Regions from separate parts of the Oryzias latipes genome. Here region 2 is linked to region 1. Evidence: chromatin contacts called from public Hi-C data. All regions are on one chromosome and are shown on one strand. The core of a region is the stretch at or near the end of the contact, and the rest is flanking DNA. Distances in the headings are between cores, read along the strand shown. Region 1 holds the start of irx3 (iroquois-class homeodomain protein IRX-3). Region 2 overlaps fto (alpha-ketoglutarate-dependent dioxygenase FTO).

What was found. Hi-C and Micro-C count contacts between places; a contact is called where the count stands out from the background.
Region 2: a Hi-C map of fibroblasts shows a contact between it and region 1, with 5 times the contacts expected there. The contact joins the enhancer-like site here to the promoter of irx3 in region 1. A contact is called at or near these places in 3 of 5 Hi-C or Micro-C datasets (embryo and fibroblasts).

Annotation. Positions count from the first base shown.
Region 1 is chr3:29,354,870-29,357,819 of ASM223467v1, forward strand. It overlaps irx3 (iroquois-class homeodomain protein IRX-3), which reads left to right and starts at 1,517. Exons shown (of 2, transcript XM_011493347.3): 1 at 1,517-2,037; 2 at 2,562-2,950. The coding sequence starts at 1,819.
Region 2 is chr3:29,492,461-29,495,410 of ASM223467v1, forward strand. fto (alpha-ketoglutarate-dependent dioxygenase FTO) reads right to left here. Exons shown (of 10, transcript XM_011493353.3): 7 at 2,516-2,635. Among protein-coding and RNA genes, the nearest start is that of fto, 40 kb to the right of the region's middle. Within about 2 kb of position 1,566, at least 2 of the 8 cell types and tissues checked have an H3K27ac peak or open chromatin away from gene starts, as enhancers often do.

The DNA of each region.
Region 1 (2,950 bases), core at 267-2,766:
ACCCCGTAATCCGGGTTTGTTATATGTCGGAGAGGAACACACACGCACACGCGCGCGCACACACACACTGATTTAGGACAGTTTTACTGAAGCAAGGCGTTTCCTTATGGGTAGCTTCATATGAGAAATTATAGCTGCTATTATCCCTCCCAGACAATGATAACTATCGGCTTCCAAAGCAGATTAAAGGTTTAGACAAGTTCAGGGTTCTTGGAAAACCTGATGGTTTTATCAGACCTGAACTGAGATTGATGGGATTTGATGGCGCTGTCAATAAGACTCTGAGGCTTAGATCCGGATACGGTGCGTGAAATAATAATTTAACTTCTGCGCTTGTTTTGCAAACGATTAACAAAGCAGATGCTGATACAAAGACGGGTCGAAATGCGATTATGATTACCCTTCACCACACACACACACACTTTTTGATTCATGGAAATTCAATTCTGACTCTCTTGTTTTGTTTTAATCCGCATTATTTACAAGAAAGACCAGGTTGCCTCCAAATTTTCAAATCGCGCTCTGTCTGAAAGAGCGTGTTGTTCTTCAGAAGATCAACCATGTAGCACTTTTAATATCCCCAAATTATTTCTGAATCTAAGCCGTGCGTGGAACAATCTGTCACGAATTATTATTATTATTATTATTATTATTATTATTATTATTATTATTATTATTATTATTATTATTATTATTATTATTATTGTAATATTTGTATTTTTCTATTGATTTAAGTTACTTGGAATCTTAATGTTGTTTCCCAGAATAAACATGTTTCCATCCCAATCCACTGAAATGTTTATCAGTCAGGCTATCACTGTCGCCACATTACACCGACTCTTCATTAACGGCGTCACGTGCCCATCAACGGCTCTCTTTGATGTCGAGCGCTTGCACGCGAGCCGTTTGATGTCCCAAATTAAAGAAGGACTTTTCTCCGCTTTTGCGCGGGTCCGTGACTCCTCCAAACTGCAGCAGAGGAACAGGGGGATCATGGAAAAGAAAGGGGAAAGGTGAGATTCTGGACCAGATAGATTTTTTGGAAGTTTTTACTATTAGTTTTTTGGTTTTTTTTGTGGTACATGTTTTATTTTATATGTACTTACAAATATACTTTTTTTATTTTAAGAAATGACATGTATCCTTTTTTTATTTTTTTTATTTAAATCATAAGAGTTTTATAATTTAAAAAATCATTTTAAAATAATTAAAATATATATCTTAAAACTTTTTTTTTTAGCTTTTGTGGCAAAAATGTCCAAATGTCCTCCCGAAAAACGGTGACGGGACAGGCGCTCATTTAGCGCATGAAATAGATTGGCGATCCATAAAATGAGATTTGAAACTCCATTCAAATAAGAGCTCGCTACGTCTGCACTTATCTGAGGGAGAGAAAGAAGGAGGGAGGGAGGGAGGGAGGAATGGAAGGAGCAGAGGGAGGGAAGAAGAGAGAGAGAACGCGCGCGCTGTTTGGTGTGCAGTTTGTAGCAGAGGGGTGAGATTTGAGAAATAGGAGGGGCTTCTAAACGACTAGAAATGTCAATCTGAGCAAGGGAGTCCCAATAATCTAAAGCAATCTGTAAGGACCTGACCTTAGTCCATCCAGATCAATAGGGAAGTGAGGGTGGAAAGAAGAAAAGGAGGAAGAAATAAGGGGCGCAACCGGATCGTTTACACTGGCTGTTCCCGAGGAAATATAGACTTCCCGTGCTTGCACCTTTTGTTGCGCACATGCTCACACTGTAAAAGTGGATATCGAGGCAATTTCCATTGCTTTGTGAGGTTGCAGCAGACTTTTCCCTCTTTTTTGCCACCAACATGTCTTTCCCTCAGCTGGGATATCAGTACATCCGACCGATATACCCGCCGGAGCGCCAAGGGATCGCCAGCAATGCCCGAGCTGGGACAGAGCTCAGTCCGTCTGGCGCACTCTCCAACGTCCTCTCCACTATGTACGGATCTCCTTTCGCCGCAGCCGCGCAGGGCTACGGAGCCTTCCTCCCTTACACAAACGATATATCTATTTTCAACCAGCTGGTGAGTGTCTCTCTCTTTTTTGTCTCCTCTTAAGTTTCTCCTCAACTTCTGCTGAAAATAAGTGGAACTTTTCTTTTTTTTTCCGGTGCGCATTTCTTGGCCAAACTTTCGGAGCACTGAACTTTGTCGTTTTGAGAAAATTGGCTGTTAAAAAGTGACGCATTAACACGTCGAGCGTAACGTTTCTGCTTTGTGCATAATTTCCAGAAATGCTAACAACGAGTTAAGAAAATGGTACAGTCTGCTACTGAAGTACCAGCCTTCCACAAAGACAATCATCTACGAAAGTTAAAGGGAAAAGTGAAGTGTTGGCTTAAAAAAATTCAATTTAGTCCAAATATTGATTTATTTATCAGAGATTTTATTTAAAAAATAAATTCATTAAATGTTTACTTTCTTAGTAGAAGTTCGTGCAGTTTTATTCCTTTGAATCATCATTTCACATGATTATTTTCTCCTGCTAAACAATTCCAAAGTAAGTGTCTTATGTTCTTGCTAACCCCTCTGGCTCTTTGTCTTTGCAGGGGGCTCAGTATGAACTGAAAGACAGTCCCGGCGTCCAGCACCCCGGGTTTGCCCACCACCACCCCGCTTTTTACCCATATGGTCAATATCAGTTCGGTGACCCGTCCAGACCCAAAAATGCCACCAGGGAGAGCACCAGCACTTTGAAGGCCTGGCTCAGTGAGCACCGCAAGAACCCCTACCCAACCAAGGGCGAGAAGATCATGCTGGCCATCATCACCAAAATGACCCTCACCCAGGTGTCCACCTGGTTCGCCAACGCCAGGAGGAGGCTAAAGAAGGAGAACAAGATGACCTGGGCCCCGCGGAACCGCACCGATGAAGAGGGGAATGTTTACACGAGCGATCACGAGGGGGAGGAGGGGGACAAGAGGGAGGATGAGGAGGA
Region 2 (2,950 bases), core at 316-2,815, 140 kb after region 1:
GAGAACCCCCCAAAACCCTGAATCCTAAAGCTTCTCCACTCCTCTTCCGCTGACAGAAAGCAACCTTTATAACCTTTATAACATTTAAACAAAGTCCACTTGGAGATAATTCTCTACTGTTTACTTCAAGGGAAGAAAATCAGGAAAAAAAAGGAGAAGAAAAAAGATTGAGCTGAGCTGCCGTAAAGATGCCAGCAAGCCAGTGTTTCCCATTCTTCTATATTTATTTATGTATTTTATCAGAATGTCATTCAAATGGAAGGATGAACATTTGCATGACAACAGCATGAGGAGCAGAGAGCCAGCCCCAGGGAGAGACAGTATCTATAAACAGGAGCTAGTCCCCCAATATTGCAATATTCTTCATACGGACTAACAAACGCAGCCCGGCGCATTCTGCAGCACTGCTGCTAAATATGACAATAAAGAGAGGAAGCCTGGCGGTTTGTATTACTATTTTAGCAGGATAAAACAATAGGCTCTTTTATTGCTACAGCGCACCATATGAAACAATACATTGTCACTTTATAAAGCCTATTTAAATAGACATATATTTGTTATTTTAAAATACCCACGCAGATATCAGATTTGACAAAAAAATAAGGCAGTATTAAAATAAACTCTGCAGGCAACGGAAATATCAAAATGAATGAATGGTAAACAGCATCTGCACACAGCGGGTCACTTGTATTTCACTAAATTACACTATGCTGTCAATTGACGGCTTCAGAAGTAACAGTTTTGCAATAAAGACCACAAAGAGGGGAGAGTCGCTTCATTTGAATGACTCAAAGTCATTTGGAAAAATGTCTTTTAATCTAACATCTAATAAGCTATCAGAACCTGCAAAAAGGGAAATCGATAAGTCGTGTCTGCGAAGTGCTTTTCATCAGCACATCAGAGGTCGATGCATGTATGTAAATATTGCCAGCAAAGGCAATAACGTTGTCTTTCATCACATCGTACATCATTCTTTTTTTCTGCTCAGCACTCCATTGTTTTTGCATCAATTCAATATGAATTTGTCCGAAAGACAGTTTCTTTTTTTGGATAATGACCTTTTTGTGTTAACTAAATTAATAAAGTGGGTTGGGGTTAAAGTATTTTTTTTTAAGTTACATGTAGAGTCATAAATTATGGATGACTTTGTAATGGGAAACACAAAAAAAAGGGTTTATTCTTAATTTGGTTTAGTGTTTGCAAGTTTACACAAAACTGAAGAAGAGAAGTTTAGCACAAAAGTGCACAGCACTCACACAAGAGAAAGGACGGACACAGGAAAACATTTTACTGAAGCTCTTTTTCTAAAAACAGGTCCGAATCGCAGCCTTCATCTGGGCCCAGAGGTGGAGCTCAAGATGAGTTTAGTCTGTGTCTACTTAACCCCCCCCCCCCCCCCCACCACCACCACCGCCGCCACCCTCCACCAGGCTGTTCCGCTGTGCGCGAGAGAGGCTGCGACTGGAGCTGAGCAGCGTCGCCAGCAGCGGCACTGTTCTCCTGCAGCCCCTGTCTTTATCCCCGCCTGAGCATTAGATGTGATTACTGCTCAGCGCTCGGCACTGACAGAGACGAAGAGCTCCCAGAGGCGGCAGGAGTGCGAGGAGACAGAGAGGGAGGAAGAGGAGAGCAGCTTCTCTCCCCGGCTGCAGCTACAGTGGTACAAGAGTGCCCCCTGCTGCTCCCACTTCCTAGCTGTTCAAACACGGCCTGTTTCCTCTCAGCATAAGCCCTGGAGCATAAACTCTTTGACACCTATTCACCAAGAAGGAAAGAATGTATAGAGAGCCTTTGGGTGGAGAGTGACAGTTAGATCAGGCAGGAATCTGCAACATCGATGTTCCGAAAACATCTGTGACTTGTTTATGAGTTGGATATTTCAGCGGAAGTCTTTATGACCGTGAGTTACAATGCATATACATAATTTTTTATATCCATAGAAGGCAGGTGAATGGATTACACGTCCTCACTGATGCAACACGACGAGAAGTTACAAAATCCATACTGTCAGTTAAAGCGCAGGCTGATCATGAATCTAGTTTAAGCAAGACGCAAAAGTTTAGACACGTTGGGTGTTTTGAAATCTGAGAGGATTTATTACAACTGGAGAAAATGTTGAAAAATCATAAAACCCATCTTCATCTTAGCAATAAGTGCTTTGGGTAAAAAGAAATACATCCTTTTTTTCTTTAAATATCACAAAAGTTCATGTCATGATTAATTATTTGTTTTAGGATTAAAATATGATATTAACTGTATGTTTCTGCCTCATCTAGTCATCTTATTAACTCACTCATATTTCTCCGTACATCTTTTAAAAATATTAAAGCTGATTTTATAAGTTGCACTTTTTTTTTCCTCTATATTTGCAGACTGTCGTTTTTTTATCAAGGTGGCTAACATAATATATATTTTTTATCTATGAAAAAAATGCCTTTTGAATTTAAACTGCACAGAAAAAAAAAAGTTTTTAAATATTTAGAGGAAAGGCGGCTGTGTGTCTGAAGAGTTTTACCATCTTCTCCATGAGCCTCCAGTCTTTCTCCAGCTGCTCCATCGGTCCGCTCCACCAGCTGCAGAAGCGTGTGTAACGCTGGCCCTGAAACCAGTACTGTCGCAGCCATTCGAACTCCACCTGCGTAAAGGCACACGCGATCATGCACGTACACACACAAAAACACACAAGACAAAAAGGCCCCTTAGACACAGCGTTTCTTGCTGTTAGTAGAAACCAGGACAACTTTACAAATCACCAGGTAAAGTATTTGTATTTCTCTGTATGGCAAATACATATATGCACTCAAAAACATTTACATTTCCTAAGCAGAAAGGCCATAAAAACATTAAAATGTTGACTTAAGACTTTATGGCATCGATGGAAAATGCAGTGCAGTTGGCAGTGTAGGAACCTGCAAGAAAGCAAGTTCACCCAAATAATACAAATGTGTCA